3 separate regions of the Zea mays genome follow, and regions 1 and 3 are each linked to region 2. Evidence: chromatin contacts called from public Hi-C data. All regions are on one chromosome and are shown on one strand. Each heading gives the region's core, a stretch centred on a gene start, on an enhancer-like site or on the middle of the called end of the contact. The rest is flanking DNA. Distances are from core to core; before and after follow the strand shown. Region 1 holds the start of LOC103626929 (transcription factor MYB3R-5). Region 2 holds the start of LOC100304071. Region 3 holds the start of LOC100281695.

What was found. A called contact is a pair of places that touch in the nucleus more often than the background predicts.
Region 1: a Hi-C map of ear shows a contact between it and region 2, with 2.2 times the contacts expected there. The contact joins the promoter of LOC103626929 here to the promoter of LOC100304071 in region 2. A contact is called at or near these places in 3 of 25 Hi-C or Micro-C datasets (ear, root tip and tassel).
Region 3: a contact with region 2 is called in a Hi-C map of leaf, with 4 times the contacts expected there. The contact joins the promoter of LOC100281695 here to the promoter of LOC100304071 in region 2. A contact is called at or near these places in 2 of 25 Hi-C or Micro-C datasets (ear and leaf).

The regions. Positions count from the first base shown.
Region 1 is chr5:137,984,862-137,989,838 of Zm-B73-REFERENCE-NAM-5.0, forward strand. It overlaps LOC103626929 (transcription factor MYB3R-5), which reads left to right and starts at 2,048. Exons shown (of 15, transcript XM_008647287.4): 1 at 2,048-2,315; 2 at 2,465-2,553; 3 at 2,886-2,943; 4 at 4,250-4,313. The coding sequence starts at 2,516. It overlaps LOC103626928 (L10-interacting MYB domain-containing protein-like), which reads right to left and starts at 720. Exons shown (of 3, transcript XM_008647279.4): 1 at 566-720.
Region 2 is chr5:137,543,345-137,548,150 of Zm-B73-REFERENCE-NAM-5.0, forward strand. It overlaps LOC100304071, which reads left to right and starts at 3,340. Exons shown (of 5, transcript NM_001291608.1): 1 at 3,340-3,432.
Region 3 is chr5:137,244,959-137,249,973 of Zm-B73-REFERENCE-NAM-5.0, forward strand. It overlaps LOC100281695, which reads right to left and starts at 2,690. Exons shown (of 18, transcript NM_001368081.1): 1 at 2,460-2,690; 2 at 2,269-2,340; 3 at 1,714-1,776; 4 at 1,548-1,604; 5 at 1,365-1,432; 6 at 1,189-1,270; 7 at 1,028-1,083. The coding sequence starts at 2,559. LOC109939776 reads right to left here. Exons shown (of 4, transcript XM_020538100.1): 2 at 4,783-5,015; 3 at 4,606-4,684; 4 at 4,082-4,398. The coding sequence ends at 4,082.

The DNA of each region.
Region 1 (4,977 bases), core at 798-3,297, 440 kb after region 2:
AAAATAGCAGAGCGGCTAGCGAGCAGAGCGTCTGGTACGAGCAGAGCATAGGAGAACGCGACCAGAGCAGACAAGCAGGAATTCACAGACATAGCAGGAATTCGCAGACAAGCAGGAATTCGCAGACATAGCAGAGAGGCTCGAAGCAGGAATTCGCAAGCCAGCAGTGAGATGTTTCTCGTAGCACCAACCAACCGCAGACATACGGCCAGCGGTGGCGGATACGGCCAGCGGTATCCATCCCTGCAGACGCACACGACCCCTGCTGCCATCAGTGGCGCATACGGCCAGCGGTGGCGGATGTACCCGTTGGGCACTTCACGGCCCCTGCTGCCAGTACCGTGCGATTCCAAGCAGATCGGCTGGGACGCTGCAAGCAAGAATCCCACGGCCCCTCCTAGAACGCTGCAAGCAAGAATCCCACGGTTCCATGGACTGCTGCAAGCAAGAATCCCACGGAACGGAATCGATCCGAAGCAGATCGGCTGGGATGAGCAGAGCGGAGCAGAACGCTGGGTTGCGCCAGAGCAGAGCAGACAAGCACCATGGTAGAAGACGCACGTACCTGGGAACCACAGACGAGGAGAAGAGCTCTCGCTGGAGGACGGCGAAACTGCGTCGAAACCCTAGCCGCCGCTCCCTTCAGCGACAGGAAGGTACCACGGGACAGAGAACGCGCGCCGTGGAGGGTTGCGGGAGGGACTCGTTATGTTTTTGTCCAATGGCAATTGCGGGTAATTTCGATCAAATGTTAAGGGGAGATCCATATTTGGTTGGTTGAGGAGCTGTTTTAAGGGAGGTGGAGCAGGTTTTTTTTAGATCTCACCTTTCTTCAAAAAACGACTCCCGATCTTTCGGCTCCACACGAGAATCAGTTTAAAAAAATACCCGTTTGGCACGGCTCCTCCAGATCCTCGCTTAGAATCAGGAGCTGGAGCTGTGCCAAACGGGCCCTAAATTTTATATAAGATCATTTAAGTAACTTTTCGAGAGTTGATCGAAGTCTATCAAACAAGTCCAAGCCCGTAGCTGATTGACACTGTCTACAGTGGTTCCCTCTATATCATCCCTCTAAATCCCACTTTTCACTACCTTCTAAAAGATTACATCTCCTAAAATCTAGCTTCCACAACGACTGCTTCTAAATGCTTCTAAATCCACCCCATATACACAATACACCATATTTCTAATATATTTAAAATTGGTTTTTTATATATGTATTTGTCATAGTCTAAAATCATACACATATTAATTATGTGTTTAATTCGTAGTTTAGAGTAAAAAAATTAGGGTGAAAGAGAGAGAACACCCTAGATTTAAAGGATGTTTGGATCAGGTAACTAAACTTTAATCTCTATCATACCAGATGTTTAGATAATAGTTAGAAATATTAAATCGAGTTTAATTACAAAACTAATTAAATGATTAAACGACAAAAAGAACCTATTAAACCTAATCAGCTCATGATTCACTTATATGATGCTACAATAAACATTTGTTAATCATAGATTAATTAGTTTAATAATTTAGTCTCACGGTTTCTGCATCTGTGAAGTTTTATAATTAGACTATATTTAATACTCATAATTAACATTTACATATTTGATGTAAAATATACTCCCTCCGGTGCAATAAAAGAAGTCATCCTGCGCGTGATCGAGCGTGGTCTGGGATTTGGATGTTGTTGCCCCTAGTAATTGCACAAAAAAAGATGCATTTAAGAGGAATTGAACTTGAGACCTCCAGTCTAGAATGCCTTGGAGCTGCTGCAGCAACCAATCAAGCCTAATTGTTTTGGTGACATTAATGCACCCATATCCCTATTTAATAGGGGTAAACAGGGAAAACTCTATGATAATTAATTACTCCTTGGTATGCACAATTATGTCCTAAACGACTACCTTTACTGTACTGGAGGGAGTACTACCTTTAGTCAAATAAACCAAATATAACCTTAAATAAAAGGCAGGAGGACCAGTCTCTTAATTTAAAGTATTCTATAGGGAATGTTTTAGAAGGCATCCGTGCAGACAGTGTGAGGTGCCACTTGCAGACAGTCTGAGGCGCCACTTACTCGTGCTACGGAACAGTTGGCGCGTGAGCGAGTTTCTTAACTCCTCGCCATTGGAATCGGAGTCGTGTATTCTCTCACACCATCCTGCTCCTGCTCCTGCTCCTGCTCCCTTCCCATCCGGTCTCCCTTTCTTTTCGCGGCCTCGCCTCGCCTCGCCTCGCCTCGCCGGCGGCCTGGTGGTCGCGGTCTCGCTCCAGCACCGATAAAGCCCACCTCGAGTTCTGCTCTGCTCCACCCCCCGGTACCGGAATGCAGATCCGCCAGGACCTGGATTGATTCCTTCTTCTGTGATCAATCAAAAGTGAAAGGGTTAAACTGGGGTTCGATTTGACTGCAACCGCTTACTGTACTGTTTCACCGTTCTAATGTCTATCCACATGCTTTATCCAGGCTTCAGCCGCAGCTTGTGGTGGAATCGGAGCTTCTTATCCGAGAGCAGACATGGAGCAGAGTAGTGATGGGTTGCCAATCAGCCAGCGGTGAGTTATCCCCATGGAGGAGTTGCTATCAGTTTTTCTTATGGAAGCTTGATTCTTTGAGAGTCTGGTGTTGACTTGTCAGTACAATGCGGGTTTCAGCTTCATGTAACGTTGAGTTTTAGCAGAGTTTTTTCAACTTAATCTGAGTATAGGCATTTCATATTACTAGTACTCCCTTTCCACTTCATTTTATGGGAATATATTCCTTAGTACGTATATACTTTTTGTTGACCATTATTAAAACACAAGAATCAAAGTTATCATTGTGACTTAAACACTTGATAAGAGGACTGATTACATAATGTTCACTTGATTATTTCTTCTTTTTTTAGGAGGGCTAACAGTTCAACAAAACACTCAAGCAAGTCAGATGAGGTTGCTGAAGACATGGTAATGCCATATCGATGCAGTGCTACTGCTTTTTTTTTCTCGAATACGCAGGAGGGCTACGTATCATTATATTAAAGTAGAGGAAAAAGCCTGAGGTCTGGGACAATCAGAACACAACACACAAAAAAACACACCAGACTCACATAAAAAACATATACACACACCAAACACATACAACACAGACACATACCAGCCACACGACACACCACCACCCCAGCCTACCAAGAGGCTACAAGACTTTCCTTTCTCTAACCAGGGTCAAAAAGGGAGCGCATGTTCTTGGCTCCTGCAGAAAACCAGTCTCATCTCATCTTTGAATCCATCCTCTAAGGTAGAAAGGCAGGGTCGAGCTCCGTAAAAAACACACCTATTTCTCTGTTTCCAAAGACTCCAAGCCCCAAGGATTACCATACTATTAAACCCCTTTCTTTTGCTTTTAGGAATCCTAGTTGAAGCCTTTCTCCACCATTCAGCAAAATCTGAATCTCTTCTCTTAGGAACCACATAGGAGAGACCAATTGGAGTTAAAACATTATGCCAAAACTGTCTTGTGAAGACGCAATTAGATAGAATATGTTGCACAGTTTCATCTTCTTGATCACATAGAACACAATTTTCAGGATAATCAAGCCCCCTTTTTTTGAGTCTGTCAGCTGTCCAACATTTGTTGTTTATGGCCAGCCAAACAAAGACCTTACACTTAGGGGCTGCCCAGCTGTTCCAAATTCTTTTCCAGGGCTCAAAGGATTCCGCTCCAATGAAAAAAGCTCTGTAGGCATCTACTAGACAGAATACTCAAAACAGTCTTGCGTTTCCTTATATCGACATCTATCTTACTAATGTTTACAGGGAGCTATCCTTGATATTTTAGAACAGTTTTACTGTAATTTGAAAGCAGCAATTACCTTATTCATTTATACCAAACTGCCAATAAGGTCCATTGTCAACTGATGGATAGAGTATTTAAGGCTTTACTTATTTCTGGACAAAGTGTTTTGTTACTATAACAAAAGTAACCAGTGAGGAATTTGCATTTAATTTTCTGTCCAACGCTTATTATGCATGCAACTCTATGTTTATATAGCACCAAACCACCAATGTTAATTGAAGAATTAATATCGATTCTAAGTGGATGCCTGTTTCCTCATTTACTTTATTCATTACAAACGTTGATTGAAGAATTTCTGTAAATACTGAATTTTTATTCCCTTTTCTGTGATTCAGCTGGATCATTAGTTCTTTTTGGTACCTTTTGTGAATCTTGTTAATTGAATGGTCATGGCACTGAGGTCATTTTTAACTACAGTTGCAGAGTAATATACCACATGAAACTGTGAGACTGTGCCAAGGTGTGGAATCAGAAGAGATAGGTAGTTGTCCTTTAGCCAATTGCAAGCTCATTTAAAGAAAGAAAGTTAGCAATATTCTAACTATTTCTTGTCTACATCTCACTACTTCTATTTACTTGCTATGTTAAAAACACAGTTTCTGTATGTTGCCTATTTTAGAATGCACCTTCATTTTTAGCTGTTTGCTTGTCCTACTAATGAGGATATGTCTGCTGGTCATGACTATATCACTATAAATTAGTTGTAAATTATTATTTTTTTACGATTCTTTAGCAGTTTGACTATTCTTGCTTATGAATAAAAGGCTGACTTTACCACTAGTTAAAAAAGGAAAAACCATATAAAGTAGTATCCTATTGATTGATTATTAGTTCCTATGACACTCTATGATTCAATTGCTTGGAAAGAAAGAAAAAACACTCCATGGTCCAAATCCCCCAACCCCAATTCAAGAAAGGCCATGCATACACCGATACACGTGCTTGTCATTCCACATACTATCTGTGTTGCTTTCAGAATGTAAAGGTCAGCTAAGAGTTGCGCTTAATTCCCTCAAGCGGTACATATGCCCTGTACCATGTTTTCAGGCCTTCACTATCAAGGTGAGGCCTAAACAATCGTTCTCTTACAAAGATACACATAGTAGCCACATTTGACCTAAGTTCATTCTGTATTTCGGATACAC
Region 2 (4,806 bases), core at 2,090-4,589:
CCACGAGTATTTTATCCAGTCCTAGTCGTGGGAGCTGCTGTACGCTGCCTGCAATCTACTAGGCCTAGAAAACAACTGAAATTGTCACAGCGTCGTACTAGAGTGCAGTACACGAAAAAGAAAAACCTAATCTGATTACACGCAGCATAAAAAGTGTCCGCACCAAAAACTTACACGCAGCATAAAAAGTGTCCACAGGACAGGATAGCTAGGCATCTGAACCACTCGGGAACTTTCTTTTATATATAAACCTTATCATAGGCTACATCCACTACACCAGGATATCCTGTGAAAGCAAGGGGTGCAAGCTGCCAAGTATAAATCCTTCTCAGCCATGCCGGAATCAAAGCTAAATCTTTTTAGATCTGCTGGGCTTAAGCACACCACAACCAGCTTAGATGCGGGTGCGTCTCTGTTCACAAAGCAGCTAGAACATGATGAGTGCTAAATCTTTCTCCTCAAAAGCAGTTAGAACATGACTATATTGACAGATGCTGATTGCAGCGGCATAAGAGCATCTCCAACAACTCCCAATAATTCTAATTCAATCATTAGTTTAAGAAAAAATAGAAAAAACAACCATCCAACAGTTCCTTATCAAGACTCCCTATTCACCCGCACGCCAAAAATATTCCCTCCCCGGCGCAAATATACGCCACCGCGTCTCGTCCTAATTCCCCGTATTTTCACTTTCCCGCGTGATATTCTGTTCGCGCGCATCTCTTCACGCTTCCTGCTCGACGTCGGTGCTCGGCCGGAGCTCGTCCAGGAAGCACGAGAAGTCTGCGTACAACACTGCAGTTGAAGGTTATTGAATCCTGCTTTCATGTTTTCATCATCACATACAGATTGCACCTGAGTTTTTTTAATATCGTATCCAACTGATACTACAATCTGGGGCATCGGTTTTTGTTCAGCAGATACTACATTCTGGGGCTGATACGTACAAAATAATCAAGATGCACTATTGTTTCATTTCGGTGATGACAGAGCAAATAGAATGAAAAGTTTAGTGAGAGCTTTTTTGATGAAAACCAACAGCTACTTACATAATTCAAACAACTGAATCAACTTGACGCACGGAGGCGGTGCAGGTAGGTTTGAGATGGCATCTACATACGATATTTGTGGGCCTTGTGCATTACAATTTTGAGAAAACTTGGGAGCTATTGGAGACGGTATCCATGGATTGGAATTAAGAGATTTAGGGGATCCCAATTTCCTTATATTGGGAGATTAATTTCTGGGATCTCTTGGAGATGCTCTAAGGCCCAGATTAGTGGGTACCAATGCCACTTCCTGCTCGTTGGCAGGATGAATCAGACCAAGGATGACAATTAGTGGTACTAATACGGATTATTTGCAGGAGCCTTAGCCGCGCTGATGCTGGTCACGAGCCCGAGGAGAAGAGCTCGCCGCGCTGATGCTGGTCACGAGCATGAGGGGAAGAGCTCGCCGCGCTGGGCTCACCGCGCGGAAGAGAGCAGAGGGAGATTTATACCATTATAAAACGCGACAGGTTCGGCTTCAACGAAACGGATGCGTAGGCAAGGGCTTCGATCATTTGGAGATTCACACAATGCACTCGAGCTCTCTCTTACTTGTGTTTGACAGTGATTAGTCCTCCACGCGAGGATCAGTCAGGTCGGCCATCGCTCCCGTCTTCAGCGCCGTTACTGCTCGGGACGCCTGAATGTGGCGGAGGTCAGGTCCGCGCTCGACACTCGACGGGCTCACGGCGCGCTCGAGTCCGGCAAGCTGTACGAAATGGTGTACGCCGGGCGAGCAGCGGGGGTGCCTCGTCCGTGTCCGACGGCTACTCGGCGTCGATGTGCCTGGACGGCTTGCTGGACCCAGCCGCGGTGCGCGGCAAGATCGTGGTGTGCGACCGCGGCGTGAACTCGCGTGCCGCCAAGGGCGACGTGATCCGCCGGGTGGGGGCATCGAGATGGTGCTAGCCAACGGGCCGTTCGACCGCGAGGGCCTTGTCGCCGACTGCCACATCCTGCCGGCAATCCCCGAAGTTCCAGCTGACGTTCACGCGCTGCTCCTGCGTGAAGGCCAGCTTCCTCCGGGTGGTGGCACCGGCGGACAGCCCCAACACCGACGGCATCAGTAAGACCGTCAAAGCCGCCGCCGGCGACTAGTTGATCGGACCAATTGAAGTCCAAAATCGCTGCTGGCCTGCTTATGCTGATGCGTGTTCATTGCATCATACAAATTTCCAAATCTATAATTAGTATCGTTATTGTTGAAGAATATTCGTGGCTGCTGCTAGTATTTGACTAAAGCAGTTCTTCACGCTTCCCTGCAGGGGACGATTGCGTCTCCATGGTTGGCAATTGCTATGACGTCCGTGTGAAAGACATCTCATGTGGGCCTGGCCATGGCATCCTGCTCTTCCATTCCAGGAGATGACTGGCCGCTGCTGCATCGACTGGAACACCTTGTGAGCACAGGCCACTGACCCGCATTTAGCATACATGTCGATGAGCGCGTTGTTGACACCAACGTCCGAGTCGTCTCCCAGCTTGATCACATACCCGCGAACTTTCCTTCCTTCGTCCAGATCGGTGAGGCTCGCACAGGCATTAGCTGCCGTTGCAAATGTGTAATTGTTAGGCATGACCCCGTGCTGCCTGCGAGAAACGCGTTAGACGCTGGAGCCGAAGCCAAGCCGCACCGAGAGCGCATAGAGCTGCCGCGCATGCCCGGTGCCCACGGGTGCCAGCGAGATCGCGCCGAGCGCGCTCGCCAGCGCGAACTCGTTGGGCGGGCACCCGACGAGGTGCATCCGGCGGAGCAGCGAGAGCGCATCGCGGGGCCGGTCCACTGTGTGAGCCCCGCGATGGCGGCGGACCACGAGACGACATTGCGGCGGGGCAACCTCAACTAACTGTAACGACGCTGAAGACGGGAGCGGTGGCTGACCTGACTGATCCTCACGGTGGAGCATTAATCACGGCTAAGAGAGAGCTCGAGTCCATACTGGTGTGTGCATTGTGTGGATCTCCAAATACAAGCCTTCGTCTACGTCTCTATTTCGTCGAAGCTAAACGTGTCGTGTTTTATAATGGCAAAAATCTCGAGCAGAGGGGATGAGAGGGAAAGCAGAGGGGAAGAAAAGAGCAGATGGAAAGGAACTAACCGCGCCTCAGCAGATAGGAAGGAACTAACTGCTGGTCACTGATGATGGGTTTGGTTACGAGTCAGGATGAGATGGGACATAACAATCCCACACACTAGACTGTTTGATTGAGTGTGAAGGTTCAGACGAGACCGTCTCTAAAAAAAATATTATCACTCGAATGCTGTCCCGGTTCATCCCTCGGAATCAGACTGACAATACCGTCCTCAGGACAAGGCACCTCAGAAGCCCTTCTCGTCCGCGCCGCCTCCTTGACCCCGCTGGCCGGCGAGCTGCTCAGCGCGGTGAGTCCCCTCTCCCCTCTACTCTCCTCTTCCCCTCTGCTCTCCTCTTCCTCCATCCGCTGACCGGCGAGCTGCTCAGTGACCAGCAGTTAGTTTTTTTTTCCACCTCCCCAGCCGCCGCCAGCCCCTGGCCGCCGCCACCTCCCTGCTCGCCCAGCCGGCCACCGCGCTGCCGTCTCTCCCCCGAACCGGCGCGCTCGGGCTCCACCGCGCCGCCGGCTGTGCGCCCCCTCCCTCCCCTTCCCGAGCCGGCGCGCTCGGGCTCCTCCGCGCCCCCCGTCCAGCCGCCGCCGCCGGCTGCGCGCCCCCCTCCCTCCCCTTCCCGACCGAACTCCCTACAGCCGCCGGCCGCCGTTCCCCCTCCCCTCTACGCCGACGTCCCCTGACGTCGGCGGCGGCTGTTCCTCTTCCCCTCACGCCGGCGCCCCTGCTCCCCTGCAGCAGCCTCCGGTCTTCCCATGGCGCATCTTCCTCCCCTCGCCGGCGCGGACGTCCCCACCGATCTGGGCCCGAGCGCTATCGCTGCTCTGACCGCGGGCACTGCTGCCGGCCTTGCCGCCGGTCCGGGCGCGAGCGTGCCTCCCCGAGCCGCACCACTTCGCAAGCTGCGCTGCTCGGCTGGCTCCTCCCCAGTGCGACCGTCGCGCCCCCACGCATCAGCACGATCGCCGGCGATGATGCCCCCTACATCGACGGCCTCGGACCTCTTCCTGGAGCCATTTCCCCCACGCAGCTGCGCTCTCGTCGACCCCCACCGGGCTTCACCCTCACCACTCCCGCGCCGATGACCCCCGCCGCCGATCCCCCGACGCCTTATATCCCCTTTCTGCTGTGCGAAACCGAGCCCGAAGACGCTGAACCCTAACATAAGTTATTAAGTCGTCTTGAGATTGATTGGCTCTCCTAAAAGTGACGTATCATGTATTATGGCTACTAACTTCGACTTTTTTGCGCAAAAATTATCTGGCTTCCATGTGTACACTCCTTTACCAGATCCGACCGACGAATGAAACTTGGTACAGTTATTTATTTGAAATTTTAGTACCTGTTGCCCTTTCCAAATGATTAATTCATATAAGAATTTCTTTTGTTTCAAATCATTTTTGTGTTTGAATAAGTGAAGTTGTGACATGGTAGGATAGTATGCTATGTTTTGCCGTGCTGCACGCCAACTGATACATTTTGGACCTAATACATGTGTAAACCTGTGTTGTGGATAGCTGACAAGCGAAAGAAAGAAATTATGTGCATATATTGTACTTTTTATATGGAATGCTATGATAATATCATCCTGTTTTCCTAACTTTGGATAGCGAATACAATAAAAGGTTTAATGTATTATGAACTATGTAATGGGCTGCGATGCATATTCCG
Region 3 (5,015 bases), core at 1,440-3,939, 300 kb before region 2:
GGGAACACCTGGGAGAGGATTGTGGTTTAAAAGGAACAAACACATGAACTTGGAAGGGTTTTGTGATGCCGATTGGGCAAGTAGTAGAGATGACCGAAGATCTACATCTAGATATTGTGTGTTTGTTGGAGGTAATCTTGTCTCATGGCGAAGCAAGAAGCAAGCAGTGGTGGCTAGGTCAACTGCAGAAGCTGAATATAGGGCAATGGCATTAAGCATATGTGAGATGATGTGGCTGAAGCGTCTATTAGAGGAGTTGAAAGTGTTGAGGAATGGAACTATGAGACTCCACTGTGATAATGTTGCTGCAATAAATATTGCAAACAATCCAGTTCAGTTTGAGCGCACGAAGCATGTGGAGATTGACAAATTCTTTATCAAGGAGAAGATAGATATTGGGGTATTAAGATTAGAGCACATCAAATCTTGTAATCAATTAGCTGATTGCCTCACGAAAGGTTTAGGCCCAAATGAGAACGAGTCAATATGTAACAAGATGGGCATGGTTGATATCTTTTGCCCATCTTGAGGGGGAGTGTTGTTAGAATTAGAACATTTGTAATGGACTTTTGTGCATAATGCAGATATAAAGCGTGTGGGTGTGTGCTGGTGAGGCAACACACAGAAAAGTAAACAGGATATTACGCATATTGCAGCCCAAACCTCTCTTAAGTGTCCGTGTGCTGGCTCCCACTGGTTTCAAGGATCAACATGACCACCTACCTGCTCCTTGCTCCCTCTTTCTCTTTCTAGTACCCTAGCGTTGTTACTCATTGACAATCCCCTTAAGCCTACCTCCCATCTGCCCAGTACTTTCATTGGCTAAGCTGTTACTGGTTGTTTCATCCCTTCCCTACCCTAGACACCATCCATACAGTTCAATAGCTTATAGTCACAACCTAAAATAATATACTGAAATCAAGATTGATTTCATGGGGGAAAAGCTGTAGAGTTTAGTTAATGGGTTTTTACCAATTTAAAAGGAAGAATTCACTTATACAAGAAACAGATGAACTCAATAGCTCACCAGCATCATTTCAATCGCTTTGGGTAGACCTACAAGCCTCGGCAAACGCTGAGTACCTAGATAATAAGTTAACACAGTTAGATCCAAGACATGATAGAGTCCAATACAAAGCAGGGTAACTGTAGAAATAGTTATCTGTTCAGGCATAGATATATCCATACCTCCAAATCCAGGGATGATGCCAAGGGTTAGCTCTGGCAATCCAAGTTGAGCTTCAGGAGTAGATATCCGAGCATGACAACCCTGATCATGTCATTTACAGATACAATGGATTTAGACTAGGTTTAGCAGCAAGCTTAACAATCAGCTCTGGCAACATCTGGCAGAAATTGCATACCATAGTCAACTCTAGGCCACCACCCAATGCAAGACCTTGAATGGCTGCAACAGAAGGTTTTTTTCCCTCTGCAAATAAATGGGTCCAGGAATTGTGATATTGGTAGAAACAAAAACATATGCAAAAAGATATGGCATGCCAAAAGATATAGTGACATACAAGTGATGTGGCAAAAAACATTACCTTCCATCATATTTGACACAAGCTCAACAGATACGTCCGGCATAAGTGATACATCCCCTGCATGCAACCAATATTGCACGTGTAAGTGAAGTAACGAGCAAACAGCTCATAAGCAGAAAGCCTGGCATAGAGCTAACAACAGCACAAGTGAAAGGCATTTCGTTACCAGTCTGGTGAACCTTTGTGAAAACGTTGATATCAAATCCTCCACAGAACTTGCCTCCAGCACCTAGGCAATTCAGAATCCAGGACAATGAAAAGAATCAGAAACAGAACAGCTCTTTCATATACCAGTATAGTGTACGGATTTGGCAGCACGACCACATTAGTTACCAATTAAACAAGAGAAAAAAAGGTGAAAATGTGTGTTATGTCGAATAACTTAAAAACGTGTCAGGGTACTTTCAGTTTACTAGTGTTATGTCGAAGTATCGGCCCTGTTTTCTTGCTTCCACCACTTGAGTTCCATCTCTGCCTACTTGAGCAAGATGGATTGGGGTGAGAAGAAATAGTAGAAAACTAGGAAAGCAATGTTTCCAGTTCCACAACTATCCATATCAAACGTGGATGGCACCAAACATTAAAAAAGGTGGTACAACTAATATCATTATCCCCTTGTACGGCGATATATATGTAGAGACACGATCCCGACTCCCCAATATACGGGACTACTGATAGAAGGCCAAATTAAATAGTGAAGAGGAGAGATGAGAGATCTGACCGGTGAGCACGATGGCCTTGACGTCGTCACGGCGCATGGCCTCCGCGTACTTGTCCTTGAGCCCGGCGATGACTGCACGTGAGGTTGGGGAGCACGACGGCATTAGGCCGCAAAAACGAAACTCCACCGAAAAGAAAATCACGGCATAATTGAACACCGAGGAAGAAGGGAGGCGTCGGTCGGCTGCTTACTGATGGGGTGGAGCGCGTTGACGGGCGGGTTGGCGATGGTTATGAGCGCGACGCCGTCGGCGCCCACCTCCATGGTGACCCGGATCGACCCCGCCGCCATGTGCACGGTCCGTGACGCGTAGGACACTCGGTGTCTGGATCACCGCTACTCCGCGAGAGAAAAAGGGAACAATGGAGGAAGTGTGGGAGAGTGGGAAAAGAGAGAGAGAACGGCGGGGATGGGAAGGGTACACGAAAGCTTCTACGGAACGACCACTCAGCTCGGGAGCGGGGGACAATTTATCAGTCCGCTCGGCGAGCCGGCGCCGGTGCGGTGGGTCGACTCGTGTGTGGGTGGGTGTGGCGTGGACCCACCGCCACGGGCTGTAGTCCGAGGCAACGATAAGGTCAGGTTTAGGGCCGGTTCGGCAGCATGAGATCAATTCTAGAGCCGTAACTGTTCCAGACCAGGATTTAGGTAGTGTTTGGTTGAAGAGCCAAATAGAATGGAATCATTCTGTCCCAGTTTTGTTGTTGTTTGGTTACAAAGTAACTAGAACGGAATGACTCCAATTAGGGAATATTCTCCTCAGATCCGGAATCATTCCGCTCCAAAAAAATCAATGGGACGGAGCCGCTCCGTTCCAATCCCACTCTCACAGTCACACTCCGTTCCGTTCACTCTGCAACCAAACAAAAAACAGAATCGCTCCGTTCCAGATTACCAAACACAGAACAGAGCGGCTCCATTCCTAGAATCAGGGATGGAACGGCTCCATTCTACTTGGCTCCTCAACCAAACACTACCTTAGTGAATCCGGGTCTTTCACTCTTTCCAGCCTAAGAAGTAATTTAACTGAAACGCTTCCAGCTTCAGCAATTTTGCCCTGTTCGGCAGCAACAGACATGGTTTCCAGCAGCAACAGATAAAAGTTGAAAGGTTGCTGTTCTAGCAAAGCAACATACTTTGCAACAACAGTAAAACAAAGCAACATACTTGTTCAAGTATACGAGCCAAATGGTTTTAAATGCACCAACAAAGCAACATGTTCAACATAAGCAACAGCTAAGCATCACCAACCAAATAGTTTTAAACAGCAAAGCAACAAACAAATTATAGTCTTGCCAACAAACGCAAAGAACAATCTTGATAGACTAACATTTTCAACAGCTAAGAGATAGAACAGATGTGCTAAGAAGAAACATCACTTTAGAACTAAGCATGTCAATTCAAAATAAGAAACCTCCAGATGTGCTAAGCATCACCGATTGATCACCCAAACCTGTCCAAACAAATGGAACAATTAGATTGGAAGATAAAGGCCCAAGTGAATATGGTTGAGTGGAAGGTAAAGACACAAATATCATACCTACTAAGCCATCCCATTTCTTAGCCAAATCAAAGCTGATTCTTGATCCGCTTCACATGCACATATGAAAGTCTCTCTATTCTCTTTGCTCTTGTTGAAGACTGAATATGCTTTTGCCTTCTCCAGTTTGGTCACTTCTTCCATTGCATTCAGAACTGATATGCACCTTTTGATGGAGAAATCTTCACTTTGAGTTGCCTCCTTTTCTCTTGTCTCCTTTTCTCTTGCTTCCTTTTCTCTTGCATCTTCATCTTCTACTTGCTTGCTCCTCATTTATATGTATTTGTTCATCATATTTTCTATGTTATCATTCTTTCCAGGCTTCTTTGGTTCCTTTTCTTGCTTGTTTCTTGACGCAGCAGGTCTTCGCTGTCCACTTTCTTCATCTCGTGACAGAGTATTAGCCCTTCCTTGAAGCATATCTTCATTCCTTTCAGTGAGTGCATCATCAACTTCATCATCTACATCATGAACAACATTCAGATCAAAGCCTTGTGGTCTATCTTCTGCATCCTGAAGTTGCTCATTCGGTTCTTCCTCTTGCGGTGCCTCAAGAGAAGTGCAATTCCAAGTCCCTTCAGCCAAGTGTCCTACACAATAACAAAGAAATATAAACTTAGCAAAAATATGTCTCTACCCAGAGCACGAGTCCCTTCAGCCAAGTCTCCTTTTAGTGCTGAAGTTACATTAAAAAAGCACTCGACTACTAACAAATTTTCATCTGCAGACATTGTACCCATAAGGATTATGATGTTTTGTAGAAAATCCAGTAAGCTTTATGATGTTTGGAAACTTACCATCATAAAGCTCTCCCAAAGCATCAAAGAGCGGGAAGGTTGCCTTGTTGTTGTTAAACTTCTTCATTTTAGGAAATGTCTGCACAATTAAAAAAACATTGATCAAATATGAGATTATCATTATAAGGTTATCCTACCTAACTAATTTGATAATTGAATTTCAAGAAATCAACTTACCACCATGAGATTCTCCCACAAAGCTGGTGGTCCTTCAACCATATTCCTTTTCTCATTCCAGGTGAACCCACTCTGTTGCTTTGCTGCTTTGAGCATCTTGTAGTCTCTCTTCAGCTGACCTTCTTTATCCTGAATTTGGGACTTTGTAAAGGAGACATACTTGTTCCTCACATGAAACTCCTTGACCATTCTATTCCACCCTTCGGAGTTCCAACCATTGTCACCTCTATATC